Linked DNA regions of Rattus norvegicus: all the other regions are linked to region 3. Evidence: chromatin contacts called from public Hi-C data. All regions are on one chromosome and are shown on one strand. Each heading gives the region's core, a stretch centred on a gene start, on an enhancer-like site or on the middle of the called end of the contact. The rest is flanking DNA. Distances are from core to core; before and after follow the strand shown. Region 1 holds the start of Mpzl1 (myelin protein zero-like 1). Region 2 holds the start of Tiprl (TOR signaling pathway regulator). Region 3 holds the start of Mpc2 (mitochondrial pyruvate carrier 2).

What was found. A called contact is a pair of places that touch in the nucleus more often than the background predicts.
Region 1: a Hi-C map of prefrontal cortex shows a contact between it and region 3, with 3 times the contacts expected there. The contact joins the promoter of Mpzl1 here to the promoter of Mpc2 in region 3. A contact is called at or near these places in 4 of 12 Hi-C or Micro-C datasets (frontal cortex, liver, mammary epithelial cells and 1 more) and 1 of 1 datasets of contacts at active chromatin or transcription factors (oligodendrocytes).
Region 2: a contact with region 3 is called in a Hi-C map of liver, with 5 times the contacts expected there. The contact joins the promoter of Tiprl here to the promoter of Mpc2 in region 3. A contact is called at or near these places in 2 of 12 Hi-C or Micro-C datasets (frontal cortex and liver).

What each region holds. Positions count from the first base shown.
Region 1 is chr13:80,420,346-80,423,528 of GRCr8, forward strand. It overlaps Mpzl1 (myelin protein zero-like 1), which reads right to left and starts at 1,883. Exons shown (of 6, transcript NM_001007728.1): 1 at 1,696-1,883. The coding sequence starts at 1,786.
Region 2 is chr13:80,083,788-80,087,168 of GRCr8, forward strand. It overlaps Tiprl (TOR signaling pathway regulator), which reads right to left and starts at 1,253. Exons shown (of 7, transcript NM_001109667.1): 1 at 1,105-1,253. The coding sequence starts at 1,208.
Region 3 is chr13:80,259,891-80,263,137 of GRCr8, forward strand. It overlaps Mpc2 (mitochondrial pyruvate carrier 2), which reads left to right and starts at 1,366. Exons shown (of 5, transcript NM_001077643.2): 1 at 1,366-1,720. The coding sequence starts at 1,612. Dcaf6 (DDB1 and CUL4 associated factor 6) reads right to left here and starts at 620. Exons shown (of 19, transcript NM_001305159.2): 1 at 321-620. The coding sequence starts at 417.

The sequences.
Region 1 (3,183 bases), core at 633-3,132, 160 kb after region 3:
GGCTGAAGCAGGATTGCTTGAGCCCAGGAGTTAAAGGCCAGTCTAGACAACATGGTGAAAAGAAACCTCAAAAACAGAAAAGTCACGTGTGGTATACACCTTTAATCCAGCTCTTGGGAGGTGGAGGCAGGAAGATGCCCAGTTCAAGAACAGCCTGTGATAAACCGTGAGATGCTGTCTCAAAAGAACGTTTTGTAAAGATGAACCCTTATGTGTAGTTCCTTCAAATCAGCCCAGACTGGCCTCCAACTCATGTCCCAGCCACTCAAGTGCTGGGATTTTAGGCATGAGCCACAATACCTGGCTTCTATTTAAAAAAAAAAAAAAAAAAAAAAAAAAAAAGATGGTTTCTTTTATACCAGAGCAGGTGGCATTTCATTCATAACACAAAGTTTCTGCTTCTGCTGCTTATAACACCCTGAACTTAAGATCACTCTGACTGCCCTGTCCCCAACAGCAATGTCTGACATTACACAATTCAGCCCACAAGAGGTCTGATAAAGTGGAGTTTCGGTCTGTTCTGTCCTCCTTTGCTTAAACACAAATACAACCCACACCAATTCATAAAACAAAAAAGAACAAAAACAAAACAAAAAACCCACATCTTTCTGTTTCCTTAGGAGAAACAGGGGGTTAAAACAGAACAGATCCCATCTGATACACAGAAAAGGAACCTTCTCCATGTTCACCTCTATAACAGAATCTTACCTATATTTTCTGGTTCCAGGGACTACTACATTAAGAACTTTTGCACGAAAGTACTGAGTAATGGATTTTGAACAAATTACATTTTACACAACAAAAGAAATGAGTGGGAGGAACCCCCTCCGTGTTTTCTTAGCAGTTCGTCCTCTCAGTAACCACTACTTAACCGAATTCTGAGACAGAAACAAGTACTTTGTTTTGAACAACACACAAAAAAAGTCCTGGGGCAGACACTTCTTCAGACGTCCCATAAAACAACTCGCCCAAGACTTCACATAAACCAAGCCGGAGCCTTTATCAAAATCTTGAGTCTGGTTATTTGGAAAGGGCCTGGAAGTGAGGCTTTTTAAATCAAAGTAAAAGCACGCTTTGGAAATAATTCTGTCTTGTCAAACTACGGTGCCCATGTTTACCATTAAAACGAATTCGACCGAATTCTTTTAAGCCTTTGCTTTCTAGTCTAGAAGTAACATAAATTTCGTTTCTGTGATTTGCAGACCCCCGAGGTGATATAAATGAGGTTCTGAGTTTTCAACCACAGAGCATTAAGAATGGATCTGAGAACATTCGAAATAGATCTTAGCAGGTAAAGGAAAAACACTGGTTTAAACAAGGAAATAAACCAACAAAGGCCCCACAGGTGAAAAATCCTACAATCTTCCGCCATCTCCCAAAGGTGGAGAACCTCAATTCTAGAGTCCGACCCCCGGGCAGTCCTGAGCGATCCAGAATCACCAGGAAGCGACGGCAGGGGACTGGGCGTGAGTGGGCTCCTGGGATTGCCCCCAGGGAGCCACAAGGTAAGGTGCCCCCATCTCCGCCCTCCAAGCAAAAGGATCCAAAGAAAGGTTCCTCGGCTCTGGGCCGCGCTCCCCGGGCGGCGTGCCCGGGCCCCAAGAGCGCGCAGGCCGCGCCCCCTCCCCTCCGCGGCGCCCCGAGCGCGCGCACGGCCGCGGAGCCCCCGCCCGACCCTGGCCCGGCATCACTCACACAGCCCGAGCATCGCGGCTAGCGCCGACCACAGCCAGCGCCGGCGGGCCGGGGCCGCAATCAATGTCACGGCTCCGACGGCCTCTGCCATCCTGCTCCCGCCGCTCCGTTCCGCCCGGGTTCCCGCAGCGGTTGGCTCGCTTGCCTGAGACCACACAGCTCCGGATCGCGGCTGCGGGCGCGAGGACACCTCCACGCCACAGCTCCCTGCTCCCGGCCCCAGTGGCCAACCGCCAGCCCTCAGCCCAGCTCCAGCCCCCGTGCCCGCCCCGCTGCCCGCTCATTGGTCTTTCTGGCAACCTGTGAAGGAAGCCATTGGACAACTCGAGTCCCCGTCAGCCCCCCTCGAGCAAGGCCCCGCCCCCCGGGCCCCGCCCTTGGTGTGTCAGTGCAGCATGCCCGCGTACTGTGCCTCTGCAGCGGCACTACATTGAGCCTGCCTGCGTGGCTGGAGTGGGGCTGCCCTTCGGCCCGCAGCCGCCAGAGGCTGCCCTCTTCGCTGAGGGGCCAGCCCCACAGTTCTCTTAATGTTCCTCCCCACGTTCTCTTCCAAGTCCCGATCTGATTGATCTCCGACTAGGATCTGCTTGGTTACTCCTGGCCTCACCTAAAGAAAAGCAATTAATTTAGGGACCAGGTGGGGGAGGGGTAGGAGTGAAGAGTGAGGTGAGGAAAGACTTCCATCCAGTCGTCCAGATAGAAAAGGAGCCACCATCTCTTTGACCTATGCCGAGTGTCTGTCTTTGCCTGAACTGGATCATTTGCGTTGCAACATGAGAAGTCTCCATCTTGCCCTAACTTCTGAGCAGTCCTTCTTTTGGCTTTTCAAAGGACAGGAAAGGAGTGGGAATTGGAACTCTTTCTGGCCACCTAGATCATCAATGAATGCGCTTACTGTTTGTTTAGTGTATCAATGTCCCTCGGCCTGTAGATGAGAAGTGAGTTCGGAGGATGTGCCTCACTTCGATTCAGAAAAGTGCCTGCTGCGTTCTAGCTGCCCAACAAATCCTAGTGTGGGAGGATTCTGAGAATGGTCTTCAAAGAGGGAAGAAGGAGGGACCAGAACACAAAACAGATGAGAGTGACCGAAGAGCAGGAAAATCCAACTGAGAGTCTGGGGAAGGAAAACAAGCTTTGGACAGGAACAAGAATAGAGGCGGGGGTGGTCCAGTCGACCACAATGCAGTCTCTCGTTTCAGGATTTTGTCAAAAGCCTGTCTTAACAGTGTCCTTCCGATGTTTTTTGCTGGTCTAGCCCCTTAACCGTGCAGTAGAGCAAATTCCCAATTACCAGGCAATTGGTGAAAGCCAGGAATGCTTATCACAACATTTTTGCCTTTCCTGTGCACAAGTCCTTCCAATAGATGTCTGTGTTCACTGATCTGTAGATGCACAGCCCCTTAGACTTTACTTTCAAGTAGCACATGTCCGATACTCAGCGTAGACAACCCGATACTCAATTTTTAACACAATCTTTTTGAGTTTTGT
Region 2 (3,381 bases), core at 3-2,502, 180 kb before region 3:
AAAAAAATGTCCTGTAGAGCCTCCCTTTTTCTTTCTATCCATCAATTGGCCACCAAACGTAAGCACTTAAATCTCAGCTTCTATCCTCTTTCCTGCTTACTGGCCTCCTTTCCAGCATCCCAGTCTGAACTCATCTTCTACACTTCCAAGAAACCTTTCAGACTCAACCATAATGCACGTGGAGTAAAACTACATACAGCAGGTGGCTATTATATAAAATCCAAACTTCTTAGCAAGACAGAGAACTCTTCAATGACGCGAGAGGCAACACTCTGTCAGGATGCCCCCCAAACTTTATCAAGATACAGTTTAGGCACCCCCAAACACCTCAGAGCTCACTCTGAGTGTCGGCTTTACACGCCATCCAGTCTCCAGACTTAATCAAGATTCTGCCCAGATGCACTGATCTCCATCCATCCATCCATCCATCCATCCATCCATCCATCCATCCATCCATCCGTTTACGTCCTCATCCTAAACAGCCACACAATAATATAACAGTCTCTCACGAAACTATGAATTCCTTGGGACTTTTATCTTTCATCTTCCCTATCTCAAGTGCTTATCACAGCACCTAATTTGCTAAAAGGAAAAAAGAAAGAAAAAAAAGAAAACCTAAAATCGCTCCGGCTATGTATCTTCATCCTAAACAGTCACACAGTCATTTAACGGTCTCACGAACTATGAGTCTGTGGTACTCAATGGATCATGTTCAGAACCTTAAGAGCCCACCACGGAACCAGACAAGCTAAAAGCAAAACATAAATATCATCTCTGTCATTGCCCGCAAGGAAACAGGTCATCCGCCCCCAGAAAGGTGGCGCAGGCTAAGGTAGGGAAAAAAGGAGAGGCGAAGGGTGAAGTCCACCAAACAGCCGCGCTCAGTTCAACCCTGCGGAACGACAGTTCCAGCAAGCGGAGGTCGCGAGCAGGGGACAGGACTATTTACTGAAGTTGTCAATCAACGGTCAGTCAGAGGGACCGAGCCTGAGGCCCTGAGAACCGCGCGAAGCTGCACCGAACCTGTCCGACCCCTACCCCCGACAATGATCCGAACCGGCCCGTCCTGGCCCGTCCCGGTCCAGCCCCGCCCCACAGCCTCACTTTTCCACATCCGCAGACTTCATGATGTGGGTCTTGGACGCGGTAAGCTTCCAAGGCCCGAAGGAGAAGTCCTGGTGGCTGCTCTGAAAGCCGTGGATCATCATGGCAGAAGCGGAGCCGCAGGGCTACTCTGAGCAAGCGCCTGCGGCAGCGGTCACAGTATGGCCCTCCCTGCAGCGCGGCTCCTGGGCGCGTCCGTTACCATCTCGGCCCCGCCCCCTGCCGCCGCGCCGATGGGCCCGCCCTTCCGCCGTCTCTTCCGCCCCTCCTGGTTTTACTTCCGGGACCAGCCACTAGCTCAGGATGACTCACGTCTTACGTGAAGACGCTAAGGGGCGGGACTTAAGCGCCTCGGTGTCGCTATGGTGGGCTGTCCTGAATTCTTCGGGTGACGTCACCCCAGAGTGGGTGTGGGAATTCGTCTTTCTGGATCCAGAGCCCGGTGCCTTACCTACTCCTTACAGACGTCGCCGAGCGATGTCATCACCTCTTGTGCTTAGGAGTCGCGGCGAAGAGGGCATACCCAAACGTCCCTAGTGTTTAGGAGGCCCAAAACCGACAGCGGCCTTTGAGTCAATGACTGATAGTGGCTCCGCCTTGCATCTCAGTGGAAAAGCAGCACATTACCGTGCAAGCCGCTGTGTTCGATTTTTAGTACTGCAAAAGGAACGGCAAAATATCCTTATGATATTTTAAGACTTTTCTACCTGCACACCGGCGTAGTGGAAACACCGCTGAAAGCCTGGTGCTCCCTCCGTGGTTGCAGTACAACCGTGCGCACCTTTGGGCTTATTTTAGGCTTCGGCTGCCTCAAAATGAGATGGTTTAATGTTAGAGCATCTCAAAACTGTTCATCTTAATTCCAGCAACCCCTCTTACTCCACAAATCATTCTCTCAGTGTTTGTTTCATCCACTCTGGAGCCGCTAAGCAGCTTCGCTCCGTGATTTCTGATTCAGTTCCTGCCTTGACTTCCTGAAGGTGTTAAGCCAAATAAACCTTTTCCTCCTCTGGTATTTTCTGTTTGTGTTTCTGTCCCAGAAACCCATCATCAATTTCCCCTGCCCACGGTCTCTGGATTAATTCATTCCCTTGGCCTCCTGTCCTTGCCTCCTATACAGTTACTCTATTTACATTGCTTATGCAAAGTAGGGCATCTCATCCTGAATGGTGGAGGATTGTCTCCCATCACTGGCCTACAGAGGTTGGCCACTGAAGCACTTCCCAAGGAGGCTGGGACCCTCTCACTAATGTTACATTGTGAACCTCACATTATCTAGATCTTCTAGAACACCTAATAAGGAGGTGAATGAGCAAATTACATGTAATGAATTCCATCCCCATTTCTTTCTGAAAGAGTTGCATACAGCCAGCCTAGGCTCCTCCTCCTCCTCCTCTTCCTCCTCCTCCTCCTCTTCCTCCTCCTCCTCCTCTTCCTCCTCCTCCTCCTCTTCCTCCTCTTCCTCCTCCTCCTCCTCCTCTCCAAGTGCTGGGAGTGTGTGTGTGTGTGTGTGTGTGTCACCAAGCCCAGCTCCATCCAACATTTTTACTACACGATGTCTTCCTTTGGATTTTTCTGCATGAGGGCAAGAAAAATGTATAGAATCTCTGTAATTTTGGAGAACAGCCTAGTCTACATAGCAAATTCCAGGACTATGTATTCACTATTTCAATAAACAAACAAATGTGTCTCTAGTTCTTTCAGCATAGGTCATGGCTGAGTTTAGTTTCAATCATCCTACCTGACAACAACAACAACAAGAAGTCTGCTATTCGGGCTGGAGAGATGGCTCAGTGGATAAGAGCACTGACTGCTCTTCCAGAGGTCCTGAGTTCAAATCCCAGCGACCACATGATGGCTTACAACCATCTGTAATGGGATCTGGTGTGTCTGAAGAAAGCTACAGTGTACTCGTATACATAAAATAAACAAATCTTTAAAAAAAAAAAGAAGTCTGCTATTCACACTCACTATCATACTGAATGGAGAGTCTCTCCTAACTACAACATATCAATCCATGTTCAATTGACTCTAAAATTACATTCCTCCATCTTTGAACCTACAGTTTTATATTTTATTTCCATACTTGTTTTTCTGGAATTTTACCAGTGAAAAATTAGCAAAATGATGTGGTTCTTTTGCAGTTAACAAGTTACCTACTTATATTTGGGAATGAACAGCATTTACAAGCAATGGAAAGTGCTACCCTGAGGTGCTAACAAATCTTAATTGTCAGCTTGCTGGGACTGAGATGCCTAAGAGATAAGTAAAACACAC
Region 3 (3,247 bases), core at 116-2,615:
TCAACGTGGCATCTCCGTAAGGTTCGCCAAGTCTTCTCCGGAGTCCCAGCCCACGAGCGACCCCAACACCTTCCCGGGCTAGTGCCACCTCCCCACGGCCCGGCTCTCCCAGGGAAGCCCAGCTTGAGCCGCGACTGGCAGCTTGCAAAGGGGACCTGACCTTAAGAGGTGCTGGCCCGGATCACCGTCATCCCACCTGACACCTAGCCTGCGGGGCGCCCCGGCCGAGGCACAGTCCGACCGCCAACAGCCCTGGCGGCGCCCCCTCCCCCACCTCTGGGCGGCGACCTCAGCGCCGCCGCCCCGGGGCCCCCGCTCACCCAGGTAGCGGCTCCTCAGCCGGGACGGGTCTTCCAGCCCAAGGGACCTTTTCCTCACGTCCCACAACAGGTGCGGGCAGGAGCCACTCCGAGACATGGCTCTGCTGGGGCTGGGGTGGAAAGGGGAGACCACCGCGGGGGGTGGGGAGGGGAAGAGAGGGAGGGGACAGGCCGATCAACACCCGAGCGGCACCAGCACCATGCGCGCGCCGGGCCTCGCTGGCGCCGCGACTTAGAGGGCGGCAGCCACGGCCGCGCCTTCTCCCCGGGAGCGGAGAGGCACCCGGGCCACTGCTCGCCACATACTCTCCTCAGACTACCCAGAACATCTAGAGATCAGCAACAGTCCCCTCCCTCGACCCCCCTCCCGCAGGAGGCGGAGGCGAAGGCGGAGGCGGCCGCGAGCTCCTCCCTCTCCTCACTAGACCACGCCCCTCCCGGCCTTTCTCGCGAGAGGATGTCCACCGGCAACAGAAGCCGGCGTGCGTCACGATTGCCCTCACCCTAGGAGAGTAGATTAAGGCCGCTCTAGCCCACTCCTTAATTGTCTATGGATAAAAGAGTAATGACGGAAGCCGCTGAAATTGTCTCGCTCACGCCTCTCGATTCAAAGGAAAAAAAAAACCGGGCGTGATGACTCATGCTTGTAATTCCAGCATTCGGGAGGCTGGACGATGGCAGGATCCAAAACAGCCTAGGTTACATAGCGAGACACCGACTCGAAAATAATAAGTAAATAAAAGAAACTCCGACAGGCGTGCGGCGTCATCTTTAGTTCGGGCGAGGAAAGCCCAGAAAGCTTATTTTAACTACACCCTTCTTAGTCAAAGTGAGGGACAGGACAGAAGCGCGGCTTCAGTTTCCCCTCTCCAAAATGTCCTCTAGGACCGGAAGGAGGTGAGAGTCTGACCACGCCTCTTCCGCTCTGTGAGGCCAGCCAATTAGAGCAGGCCGTTAAGCTTGCGCAATGCCTCGTCCGCCCAGCGCTTGCAGCCCTAGCTCGGCGACCTCTTTAGCACCTGTTGCCATGACTCCTCCTCTGTCTCCCACTCCCGCTCGCAGGGGGCGGGCTGGGGCGGGCTTTTGCTGAGCCTCCACCCCCTCAGCCTTCTCCGGACTCGGCCTCAAAGTGCTTCACCTCTGGCTGGCAGAGCCAGGGAAGGGCGCCCTAGGGCGGAGACGGACACCTAGCGCTGTAGAGGGAAAGTGACGAGCCGCCCTTCATTGTCAGCCAGGAACGCGGACACAGCGGCGCTCCCACCCAGCTGCAGTGGATCCTTAGGCCGCCGAGATGGCAGCTGCCGGCGCCCGAGGCCTGCGGGCCACCTACCACCGACTCATGGATAAAGTGGAGTTGTTGCTGCCAAAGAAATTGAGGCCGCTATACAACCACCCGGCAGGTAATGAATCCTGAACGGCTCGCACCGAGATCGTTCCTCTCCCTCCAAAACTGAGGCCCTGTGACAGTTGGGCTGCTATAGGAATCTCAGAGCCCCAGTCTCGTCCTCTAAAGGGAATCCGTCAAGTCTCATAGTCTTTCACCTTGTTTCATCTTAAATCTCCTCCCGAAAACCGAGTATCTCCACCTGGTACCCTTGTAGACTTTTGATGCCTTCGCTCCCTTAAACTACTCACACTCCCGACCTCACCTCTAGACTTGAACCTTAACCTCTAAGAGCCACGAAGGGGTCTTGGGCCACCATGAAACCCTCATTCTGCTCCCCTTTCTCCCTCCATGAATTTATAATGCACACGTGAGATAGAGCTGAAAAGGTCTCAGCCGAGGGTTTGGAGTAAAGGTCATACTTTAGTTCCTCTTGGCAGAGGCCTGCTGAATGAGCCCTCCCCAAAATTGGACGCTCCCCACCCCCCATCCCCTTCCCAGTTCAGTCAATGTCATTCCTGGTTCCATAGATCCAGTATGAGCCAGTCATTATGCAATCACTGACCAGGTTCTTTCTGAGCCTTTCTTATGTGAGCAGATATGAATACAGTTCTGTTCTACTTCTTACCAAGGTGTGACCTTGGGCAAAATTCTATACCTCTGTCTTATTTAATATAAAATGTATTCAGTGTGAAAATCAAAAATAACATCTGCTTGATTCTTTGAGGATGTTAACTGTCACAAGTACTGGATAAGAATTCCTGTAGTTGAAAATAACAATTCTTTAAGAATCTGGAAGACCCCTTTCCCTCTAGCCCTTTATTATAGTTATTAGTTTATTTCTAATATAAACGGGTGGTAGTAATACTTGGTGAGGACTAAAATCTGATTTATATTATAAAATTTTTCAAGCATAAAATTGAGGGAATAGAAAATTTTGCTCACAATGGAAAAATTGAGTTGCTAACAAAAAATGAAGTTCGCCTTTACATACATTAAATCCATAATCTACAGTTGATATTAGAAAGGTTTAGTTCTAAGAGATGAAGCAGCTCTCTGGAGCCTTGGCTGGTTGTTAAATCTGGTGTCCACTTTAATAGAATGATGTATATACCTCTGCATAGGTGCTAATTTTAACCACTTAATGGAATTACTGCAGTATGAAAACCATTATAAAACTTACTTTTAAGGAACTTTATTGATGAAGTTTGTTTAGTTACCTATTAGCTTTATGTTTTTTTTATTTTGTTATGTTTTACGGCAGATTTTCAGAAGATAATTTGACAGTCTATGTAATGATCTTCGTGTTACAAAATCAACAGTTCTGTGGCAATTTTTAGCCTCCAGCTCTGTGTTTAAGGCATGGAATGAGGGCAGTGTGGAGCAGGCTCAGATTTAAAGTACTAAACTAACAGGGAATTGTCAGCAAAGGCAGTCTTTTGTTGATCTTTTTCAAGACCCTGGTTTTTAGCCACCTGTAATTATTGTTTATAGTACTTAAACTGAAGAAGGGTACTTTGTGCATTTCATCCGGAAGTCTTTG